Linked DNA regions of Sus scrofa: regions 1 and 2 are each linked to region 3. A link is a contact called in public HiChIP or PLAC-seq data. All regions are on one chromosome and are shown on one strand. The core of a region is the stretch at or near the end of the contact, and the rest is flanking DNA. Distances in the headings are between cores, read along the strand shown.

Region 1 (3,553 bases), core at 523-3,022, 89 kb after region 3:
CTTTCCTCTTGTCTGCTCACATCATCTAGAGACCACTCTACCCCCTGATTTATATTTTCTAGAAGATCAGCCTCCAGATTTCTGCAGAGGTGTGAGGCAGCAGTACCCAGCAGCACAGAAGGGGGGGGGGGGGCAGCAGAGATCCAGCTGCCCTCAGACAGCTGCGTCCGTGCAAGCAGTGGATCTGCTCTCCCTCCAGAGAAGTGCACTTTAAGTTGTAGTAAAATACACATAACGTAAAGTTTACCGTTGTAACCATTTTTAGGTATACAACTTTAGTGGCATGAAGTCATTCACATTGTTGTGCAGACTTGTCTTTTAGTAATAGTAAAATATAAACTTAAAGATTTTGAAATGTAACTATGGTATTGATTTTGGAGAGCAGAATTAGATATGTGAGCCGTCTAGCAGGGGCACAAGGCAGGTCTCCTATGAGTCCAGGCACTTGGTCTTCCTGACACTTTGGTACAGTGGGATTTGTTTACGTCTCCTAGGAAAGCATTTGGATGGTTTGTTGGCTTAAAAGGGCGTTCTCTCTGCTCTTGATAACAGTGGCTTTACAAAAGGTTACAGGCGGAACTCCTAGGCCTGACCTTGAAGGCTCTCCAAGACCCGGCCTATCCCAACCTGTGCACTCTGGCCAGCTGTCATTCCTCCCACTTGCTCACTCGCTGTTCCTACAAAAGATGTGAACTCCCCCCCGCCTGCCCCCAAGCCCTTTTCCTCATCTTTCCAGCTCTCAGCCCCATGCCCCTTCCTTCCACCCCAGGCGTGCAGTCGTTCCTCTTCAGTTTTCCTCCCATGACCTTGTGCCTCTGAATTAGCACCTTGCATTTCCCACCCTGCCTGGCTCCCTTTGATGTCTGGTTCTGGGCTAGGTCTTCCTCAGTGCCTGGCACATGGCCCATGCTCAGTTAACCATCTAGATGAATTCCTGATGCCAGAGATTTCAAGAGAGAACTCTTTATCCTTTTTTTTGTAGGATATCCGACACGAAGCCAGTGACTTCCCCTGTAGAGTGGCCAAGCTTCCCAAGAACAAGAACCGAAACAGGTACAGAGATGTCAGTCCCTGTAAGTATCCACGTCGCTGTTCCCCTGCTTCCACTGCGGCAGCCCTTCCTCAGCTGCAGGGCCTCTCAGTCAAGGTTCCTTTAGCCCAGGGTTTGGTAATAAGTCGGCAGCAGTAAAGGTTTATGACTTGATTGTTTCCTATAATAAAGGCATTAGAGACTTATAGTAATGGTTCATTTTTCCACCCTTGTAGAAGGGGTAAGGTTTCAGTTTCTGGAAAATTCAGCTAAGTTCAAAGCACTTTTTTTTAGCTTTGACTGTTTCAGTGATGAATCATTTTCCTACCAGCTGAAGCAGAGTGTCACAGGCATAATAGAACCCCTTCTGGATGACTCAGCAACAGTATTATTAGACCCTGAGCATTGTAATGAACTATAATGGTGCCCTACAGGCATTAAGGGGGGGGAGCATTTCACCTCCTCAACTAAAGACGCAGCTCTGCTTGTTGACCCGACACCCACTGCCTGCCGCCATCGTCATTTTTCTGGCTCTTTCCTGCTATTAGCTCTCAGTGTGCCTGCTGGCCGCCTTTTCTGCCTTCTGTGTAATTGGTTTTCAGTCCAGTGATGGGAAAAGTAAATAACCAAATGTGTTAGAATTTGTATCAAGTAAGAAAAACTGGAGCTGAGTAAAGGACATGAACTTTGCCCCTTTCTCTAGGCCACAGAGGACTTTTTGACTCACCTCCATGTGGCCGTTATCAGTCAGCAAGGGATGTGGTGCCGACAGCTCCATGGCAGTGTTCTCTGCCAGGAACACGGGAGATACAGCCGGTCAGTCCTCAGCCAGGCACCTCCCTCAAGCCTGCTGAAGCTCACTGTGCCTGGCTCTGGTGGCAGCTCTTGGTGCCCGCCTGCAGGAGAGTCGGCAGTGTCCCCTGCCCTGAATTGTGCAGTGCCCAGGCCCCTGGAAGGGGAGTAAATTGGACCTGCGTGGGCACAGAGCAGGCTGCCTCCGACTGCTAGCCTGGAGGTCCCTGCCTGGCTTGGTGACTCCCTCTCCCCCTCAGAGCTGAGAGGCCTCAGGCCGGTTGACCTTTCCTCTGATCTTCAGTCAAACAGGAGTCACACAGATCTCAGGATTGTGTAAAGATGAAATAAAGTAACATCAGCCAGTTAGCCCAGTGTCTTGCTCATGAGTGTTAGCTGTGGTTGTGACGGCTGTTATCTGAAGGTACCCGCCAGGACCATCTGAAGTACAGTTCTAGGTCACGTGACGCATGATTTTGCCCCAGTGCCCAGTTCTCTTGATTTATAGGTCATTGCACCTCATAGGTTTTATTTAAAAATAATGCTAGTAACCTCTTCTCAGGTGATTCTGCTGTGAAGCTCTGGGGCAGCTACTCTGAACTGGAAAGAACAATCACTGTTGGAATCTTTGACGCACTGCCGGCGGGGCCCTTGGTCTGCAGCTTTTGCTGTACTTGCTCTGAATTAGGCATTAATGTTGTCTTTAATATTCCTTTTCAACGTTTTTGATCAGTGCTCATCTAAATGGTTTTATGAACCAGTTTTACAGAGGAAAAAAAAACAGCATTTAAAATATTCTTGGGAGTTCCCGTCGTGGCGCAGTGGTTAACGAATCTGACTAGGAACCATGAGGTTGCGGGTTCAGTCCCTGCCCTTGCTCAGTGGGTTAATGATCTGGCGTTGCCATGAGCTGTGGTGTAGGTTGCAGACGTGGCTCGGATCCCTCATTGCTGTGGCTCTGGCGTAGGCCAGTGGCTATAGCTCCGATTCAACCCCTAGCCTGGGAACCTCCATATGCCGCGGGAGCGGCCCAAAGAAATAGCAAATAAATAAATAAATAAATAAATAAAATAAAATAAAATAAAATAAAATATTCTTCCAGAGATACAATTGAAAAGCTTTTTCACCCCTGTCCAGTCTCACTCTTTATATTTTTCTTTTTCTCCCCTTTCTCCATCTTCAGTAGAAAAAGTAATTTGCTTTTAAGGTTGTGGAGGAAATGGGGGAAATGTTTCAAGGGACAAAGTGATTGTTGTTAGCTTCCATTTGGCAGGTGGAAAACCCAGCACTCAGACGATAAGTTGTTTGCCCAAAGTCCCCACCCAGTGCTGTGTGAGTCCACTCACATAACCACCAGTGCCAGTCATAATTTTTTTGAGATCTCTTATCTCCATGACCCACTTAAATATTACCCAAGTGTTTCAGTTTGTATTAACCCTCTATGATGAGAAACATTATTCCAAACAGTGACTGATTTTCAAAAACATCTCTTTGAGACCCTTTAGAACAAAGTCTCAAACCACTTATTCCCACTAATTTTTCCTTTTCCACTGGGCAGGGGGAGAAATTTATGGATGATCACCTGAGTTCATCATCCCTTGTGTTGTACCAGAAATAAAAATAACCACCTGCTCTCTTTTTGGTTTTTTTAGTTTTTATTATAGTTGATTTACAATGGTGTGCCAATTTCTGCTCTGTAGCAAAGGTGACCCAGTCATACATATGTACACT
Region 2 (3,644 bases), core at 38-2,537, 110 kb after region 3:
CCTTCACTTTTTAACAGCTTCCCTCCTGTGAAAGGAGCCTTTCCCCAAATAGCTTCGTTTGAAAGGATGCTCTTAATTTTATTGTGGAAGCTGGGAAGATCCAAAGAATCCCCTTCCCTCTGATTTTTTTCCCCTTACATGGTCCCAGATTTACTGCTCTATTTTCTAGACTTCTGCCAACCTCACTGATTTTTCCTAAGGAGGAATTGGTATACTCCTTTCCTAAGGAGGAATTGGTATACTCTTCCCTTTTGAAAGTCACATGGTGCTTGAGACTTGGACCTCACTGGCCTGTGTCTCCTCTCTGGCTTTCAGATGGACAAAAGGAAAGACCCTTCTTCTGTTGATATCAAGAAAGTTCTATTAGAAATGAGGAAGTTTCGGATGGGACTGATCCAGACAGCAGACCAGCTCCGTTTCTCCTACCTGGCTGTGATCGAGGGTGCCAAATTCATCATGGGAGACTCTTCAGTACAGGTCAGCATTGCTTTTGCTTTAACCCAGGTGTGTTGGTTTTAAATTTTTGCCTCTAAATAAGGAGGCTATTCGTTGTAAAAAGTTCAAAAGTATCCTGTGTCAGAGGAAATAGTTACCCTTCATATTTAAATAGCTGGAGTTGTGGAAGTTTTCACCACGTTCCAGTTTCTGCCTTTGAAGAGCTCACATAGAGAGCATTAGTAGGCAGAATAGACTTTATTTGCAGAACACCTCATCTTCCAAGGACGTGGCTGGAGACCCAAGAAGCTGGGAGGGTCCCTCACGAGCCCTCACCTCTGCCCACTTAAAGGGGAGCATTCCTTGATAAATCAGCCAAATGTGAAATCTCATGAGACTTCTCCTTGCTGCTTTTTCAAGGAGCAATGGAAGGAACTCTCCCACGAGGACCTGGAGCCCCCACCAGAGCACGTCCCCCCGCCTCCTCGGCCTCCCAAACGAATCCTGGAGCCGCACAATGGGAAATGCAAGGAGTTCTTCCCAAACCACCAGTGGGTAAAGGATGAGACTGAGGAGGATAAAGAAGATGGCCCTATCAAGGAAGAAACCAGAACCCCCTTAAACGTCTCCTGCAGCCTAGAAAGGTAATGTGAGAGGGTCCTGGCATCCTGGGGGCTGGGGAAGTGGCCTTTTGTTCCAGAAATACATGTTGATATTGAAACCTGTGGATATAGGCTTCTTTTAGCAAGCACCACTTCTTTGTCCTTGGGGGATGGGGTCCTGGACCATCACTGCTTCCCAGGGTTGGGCCTGGTGACTGACTGACTTTAGTGTGGGCCTAGCACCACCTGCTGGTGCTTGTTGAAATCATGTCTGGTGTAGCTGAGTCAGACCTTCAGCACCAGTGCTGACAGAAGCCTCCCCCAGGCTTCAGGCCAGTCCTGAAACTGATATCCAGGCTTGAGCATGTCCTTTCAGCCCCCACTGGTTTTTGGGGAACTTAACCTTTTCGTTTAGCCTTGATTAACCTGATCACCATTTTGCTTCCTTGCAGTTCGACAAAGATTACCGAGCACCTACTGATGCGTGTCGAACACTGAGATAACTAGACCATGGCCCCTGGTCTGTGTTCTAGATGGTTTTGTCAGGAAGGGAGCAGTAGATTGTGGTGGGGCCTGTGGACAGTGTTGTAATGGAGGTGTGCGCTGAAGTGGTCAGCCTTTGAGAAGGGACACTCAGCCTTCTGTGGGTGGTCAAGGAAGGCTGCCTGCAGGAGGTGGCGTCATGCAGAAGCTTGAAGGATGAATGAAGCAGAGTTAGCCCAGGCCTGAGACTGGAGGCAGTGCCCTTGTCTGCTTTTTTGGAGGGTGGTTTACGATTGGTGCACGGTCTCGACCCCGCATTTATCTACATCTAGAAATTCAGCCTGCAGCAGTTCTCAGGCAGGTGTGCAGAGATGTATAGCTAGAGGCCTTATAGTGGTGTCATCATTTGTAATTGTGAAAGACTAGAGAAGAGCAGGTTATATATCCAGGGAGCAGATAAATTTGCCTTCCCCCTGTGTTGGCTGTTTTACAGCTGTTACCGTGTGGAGTCAAGATGTAGCGTTGTGGCCAGACGTCACAACAGGTGTGCATGATAAAAGAGGTTACCCGCGATGTGTGCCCCATTGGTTCTGTGGCTAAATTGATCATCAGAAATCTCACCTGGATACTTTGCCAAATGCTGGTTTCCAAGTCCCAGTCTTTCATGCAGCTGCTCCTCATCACAGGGCCGGCACAGGAGGTGCATGATGTCCGCGTGTCCGTAGCATCAAAGGCCTCTCTGCGTGTCAGTCTGCTGGGGTCCCGGGGAGGGAGTGGAAGGCTGGGGGCCATGCCATTGCCTTCCCTGATCTGAAGGGTACATTCTTTCAGCAGCCCCAGGGCAAAGTTGGCACCTGTTTGCACCAGTGGCTGTATTTTTCCTTAGGCCCTTAGCCACCCTCCATCTCTAGGCTGGAGTCCTGGGGCCTCCAGAACCCTACCCTGGCTGTAGGGCCCTGCGGTGGAGGTAGTAACAGCGGGCCTCCGGTCAGTGTCAACATTGCCAAGCTCCGTTTGCATGTGGCTCATCTTTTCCTAGAATACCTTCCATAATAATAGTGTCCCTGCCATTGTTTTCCCCAGAGTGAGTAACCCACCTTTGCCCCCCTCATTCCTCAGCGCGAGTCAAGACACTGAAGTCAGAAGGCGGGTCGTGGGGGCAGGTTCTGCCCAGGGAGAGCCATCACCACCCAAGGAGGAGCAGGACCAGGCGTTGACTCCCTGGAAGCCCTTCCTGGTCAACATGTGCATGGCCACAGTCCTCACCGCTGGCGCGTACCTCTGCTACCGGGTATGTTTTCACTGACGGACGTGCTGGCCAGACCGCGTGTACAGAAAGCCCTGGCCACCAGCCCGGCGTTAGCACTCAGAGCAGGAGGCTCTGAGCCAGTCTCAGAAGAAGCAGATCAAAGGTTTTCAAAGTCTGGAACTGTGAAGGGCTAACAGGAGAGAATTAAGGATTGATGCACTGGGGTTTTAAGGAGCCCTGTGGTCCCAAGAATATAAGAGTCTAATCTCAGGGCCTTAACCTATTCAGGAGTAAGTAGAGAAAATGCCAAATATGTCTCGCTCTCTTTTTTCTTTCTTTCTTTTCTTTTCTTTTTTTTTTTTTTTTTTTTTTTTTTTTTTTGGTTCATTTATTTTTGAAAAAAAATAATAGAATTACAACACATTGTTGTTTTTAACCTTTATAAAAAGCAGCTTTTTGTTATTTCTAGGGGAAAAGAAAAATGACTAGGCACTTATGAAACTCTTGTAACCTTAGGTGGTGTAACCAGATACACAATTTTTATTTGATTTCCCAGGGAAAGACTCCCACACTTTGACGAATGTAAACTCCTTTGGAAAAGAGGGTTTAAGGGTTTCGGACACTGTCTCGCTCAGGCACCTCCTCTGCTGCGCTCACACGGAGCTGGGACAGTGCCTGTGAGCTTTCCCATTTTAAGGAAAACAGCAAAAGGCCGTCTGGAGAAAACAAGTCCGCTTCTGCTTTTGCTCAGGGTGCCGCGCTGGTCTCGCAATGTCTGTTTCTCCACCCATCCATCCCTTCTCGTTATAGCCGTCCTGCACGTGGCCTGCCCCCATGGCTCCATCCGCCTGCACGGGGTTCCTCGGGGCCCCTGC
Region 3 (3,383 bases), core at 185-2,684:
CTGGATGGACAGGTCAGTGGATGAATGGATAGGTGGATAGATAAGTGAAATGCATGAATGAAAGGATGGATGGATGGATGGACAGATAGATGTATGGACAGATAGATATATGAACGTATGGAAAGGTAAGTGGGTGAAATGCATGGATGAAAGGATAAATTGATGGATGGATGGATGGATGGATGGATGGAGAGATGGATGGATGGAGAGATGGATGGATGGATGGACAGATAGATGGATGAATGAATAGATATGTAGGAGGGTGAAATGTATGAATGAAAGGATGGATGGATGGATAGATGAATGGAGGATGGACAGGTAGATGGATGAATGGATGAGTGGATAGATAAGTGAAATGCATGAATGAAAGGATGGATGGATGGATAGATGGGTGGGTGGATGGATGATATTGATGGATGAGTGAGTGAGTGAGTAGAATGCATACATGGAATGAATGCATGACTATACATGTAAAAGAATTAACTAAATAAATGGTCATGGAAAGCAGAGGCATTAGGAGTTCAAGTGTTTGTTCCTGGACCTTGAATGCACCCTTCAGGAAGGTCTTAAACTGGCAGTTCTCAGGCCAAATCAGGCTTCAGACTTGTTTTATTTGGACATCAAGGGTTTTTAACTTTTTAATTAATTGCCATTGTGTAAAAATTAGGAAATTTCACATAAGTAATCTAGATTTCTGCCTTCTCTTGCAAAATTGGGCCAGCCCACAGGAAACAAAGTGCCAGGACTAACCAGGCTGAGCCGTCTGGGACACCACGGTCCCCACCACTCCCCAGTGCATCCCTCATGTTGAGGTTGAGTCTCAGCTGCCGTTTATCATGGCACTGGGGCTGGCGTTTTTCTCACAGTACAAATATAATGAAAACGAAAAATCTCTTGTACATGACTTTCCATCAAAAGTGGGAAAATGAAAATATATAAAAAGAAAACTGGGAGAAAAGGTATTTCTTTGTGGAACAAGAGAATATTTCTGTGGATTTGAAACCCAAGCAATGCATACTTTTCTGAGGGACAGTAGATTACATTGGTTAAGGGCACAGGTGCTGGAGCCTGACAACTTGGGTTCAAGCCCCAGCTCTGCCACCTACTGGCTGTGTGGCCTTGGGCAAGTCACTGAACTTCTCTGGGCCTCAGTTTTCTCATCTCTGTGGCAGGGATGGTGTCGGTCCCCACCCCCAGGGTATTAATACTTGTTAATACAAGTTCCTATATGTGAGGCTCTGTGTGTGTGAGCCATTCTTACCTTAAGCAGGACTAACTTCGGTCACTGCCTGGGCCCTGTAGGTCCACAGTAGGGGTTCTAAACCCAAGGCCATTTGGCAATGTCTAGATTTGGCAATGTCTAGAGACCTTGGACTGTCACAACGTCCCATTCCAGGCTGCAGCCAGTTAAACAAGGGATGTGTCCCCAGCGCCTCCTGGTGGCCTCATCCCTAAACTGCGTGAAATTCCCCAGCCTTGGGTAGTGGTGGAGAGATTGGGGACTTACCCCAGGGCCATAGTCTCCAGACTAGTTGTCAGGGTAGAGATTTAAAGTAATGAAAGATGGCAGCAAAGGCTTGGGCGTTTGGATCCCAGCTCTTGAACAGAGCAGCAGGAAGACTTGAGCCAAATTCTATGACCTTTCTGGACCTCAGTTTCCTCCCCTATAAAATGGGGATGATGTCACTTCAGTGTTGTTGAAGGACTAGATTAGGTAACAGACAAAAACAGACAGCGCACATGGGACTCTTCACAATCGTCTTCTCTGACACTGGTGTACATCCAAATCCATAACCATTTACATTTGATGAACTTCCAAACTACTCAGAGTGATTTTTTGGTTTTGTTTTGGTTTTGTTTTTTGTCTTTTTAGGGCTGCACCTGTGGCATGTGGAAGTTCCCAGGCTAGGGGTTGAATTGGAGCTGTAGCTGCCAGCCTATGCCACAGCCACAGCAACGCAGGATCCAAGCCACGTCTGCAGCCTACACTACAGCTCACAGCAATGCCAGATCCTTAACCCCACTGATCAAGGAGGGATCGAACCAGTGTCCTCATGGACACTAGTCAGGTTTGTTACACTGAGGCACACTGGGCACTCCATCAGAGTGATTTTTGTTTTATAAAGACATATTTACTTACATGGAATGGGATCCACATATATCATCAAGTAACCTCAGGCTTCAAAAACCTTGTGCCCAGAAGGATCCCATTTTTGTTTGGCTTACCTGGATGTTCAAATAGGTACACTTGTAGCATATATGAGAAAGAAAGACCTAAATTTCTTCTTATATAAAGAGCTCTTGCAGATGGAAAAAAAGAAACAATTATCCAATGGAAAGATAGGCAAAGGACTGAATGCTTTGCTACCAGAAAAGAAATAATAATACAAATGGCCTTTAGATATATTTTTAAATCCCCAACCTAATATAAAAGGAAGGACTGCAGAATACAACCACCGTGAACACCTTTTTCCCCAGTGAGCAGGGCAAAGATTGAGAAGTCAAATCATAGTAGGCGTCGGCTAGAGTGTGGGGAAACCAGCCCTCACGTAAGCTGATGGTCTGAATGCCAATTGGTAGGTATGACCTTAGAAAGCATTTGGACAATAAGTGTTAAAATTTAAAAACGCACCTGCCCTGTGACCAGGCAGTTCAGCTGCTAGGAATGTATCCCCACAGAAATAGATCCACATACACGGAAAGACTCCTGTGAAGGGAATACTAATTGCAGCATTGTTTGCTGCAGCAAAAGACTGGAATCACCTACATGACTATCACCAGGGGCTGGTTAGATAAATTATTATATTCAGACAATGGAATGTGTGAAGAATGCTCTCCTAGTGCCGATCTGGAAAGATCTCCAAGGTACATTGTTAAGTAAAAAACAAAACAAAACCAAACAAAACCAATGCAGAACAGGGTGTGTCGTATGCGTCTATTTAGAGAAACAGCTACAGGAATCCATGAACGCCTTTGCTTATCTACACTGTGGATCGCTCTGTAACGATCCCCGAGAAATGACCACCAGGACGGCTTCTGGAGAGAGAAGCTTGGAGATTTGGAGCAGGGGGGCAGGGGTTAAGGATTAGAGAGAGAATATCCACTGTAAATCTTGCGGCGCCTTTTCAATTATTTCTCACATGACTATGTTTCCTTAATAATTTTTCAAAAAGCGTTTAATGCCCTGACAGATGAGAGAGGGAGAGAAGTGCCCACAAGGGTGTGCTCCATAGTGTCAGCACCACTTATCTCTGGGTGGTATGAATTTGGAGTGACTTTTATTCTTTTTACTTAAGTGGATTTTCCAACTTTTGAAATCATTATCAAGAACTATTTGGTAGCTTAAAAAAAAAATTCTTTAAAAGTAGACCCTCTGGAGTTCC

The links. HiChIP or PLAC-seq counts read pairs in DNA pulled down with a chosen protein or histone mark.
Region 1: an H3K27ac HiChIP or PLAC-seq map of alveolar macrophages shows a contact between it and region 3. The contact joins two enhancer-like sites. A contact is called at or near these places in 3 of 47 Hi-C or Micro-C datasets (embryonic fibroblasts and skeletal muscle) and 1 of 2 datasets of contacts at active chromatin or transcription factors (alveolar macrophages).
Region 2: an H3K27ac HiChIP or PLAC-seq map of alveolar macrophages shows a contact between it and region 3, with 9 times the contacts expected there. The contact joins two enhancer-like sites. A contact is called at or near these places in 11 of 47 Hi-C or Micro-C datasets (alveolar macrophages, embryonic fibroblasts, fetal skeletal muscle and 4 more) and 2 of 2 datasets of contacts at active chromatin or transcription factors (alveolar macrophages and skeletal muscle).

The regions. Positions count from the first base shown.
Region 1 is chr17:52,061,244-52,064,796 of Sscrofa11.1, forward strand. PTPN1 (protein tyrosine phosphatase, non-receptor type 1) reads left to right here. Exons shown (of 10, transcript NM_001113435.1): 2 at 983-1,073. Among named protein-coding and RNA genes, the nearest start is that of PTPN1, 46 kb to the left of the region's middle. Within about 2 kb of position 1,773, at least 40 of the 83 cell types and tissues checked have an H3K27ac peak or open chromatin away from gene starts, as enhancers often do. A contact at or near this core is called in alveolar macrophages and skeletal muscle, where this site is marked.
Region 2 is chr17:52,080,639-52,084,282 of Sscrofa11.1, forward strand. It overlaps PTPN1 (protein tyrosine phosphatase, non-receptor type 1), which reads left to right. Exons shown (of 10, transcript NM_001113435.1): 7 at 316-477; 8 at 856-1,079; 9 at 2,640-2,811. Among named protein-coding and RNA genes, the nearest start is that of PTPN1, 65 kb to the left of the region's middle. Within about 2 kb of position 1,288, at least 2 of the 83 cell types and tissues checked have an H3K27ac peak or open chromatin away from gene starts, as enhancers often do. A contact at or near this core is called in alveolar macrophages, where this site is marked.
Region 3 is chr17:51,972,702-51,976,084 of Sscrofa11.1, forward strand. No RefSeq gene overlaps it. Among named protein-coding and RNA genes, the nearest start is that of PTPN1, 43 kb to the right of the region's middle. Within about 2 kb of position 1,435, at least 14 of the 83 cell types and tissues checked have an H3K27ac peak or open chromatin away from gene starts, as enhancers often do. A contact at or near this core is called in alveolar macrophages and skeletal muscle, where this site is marked.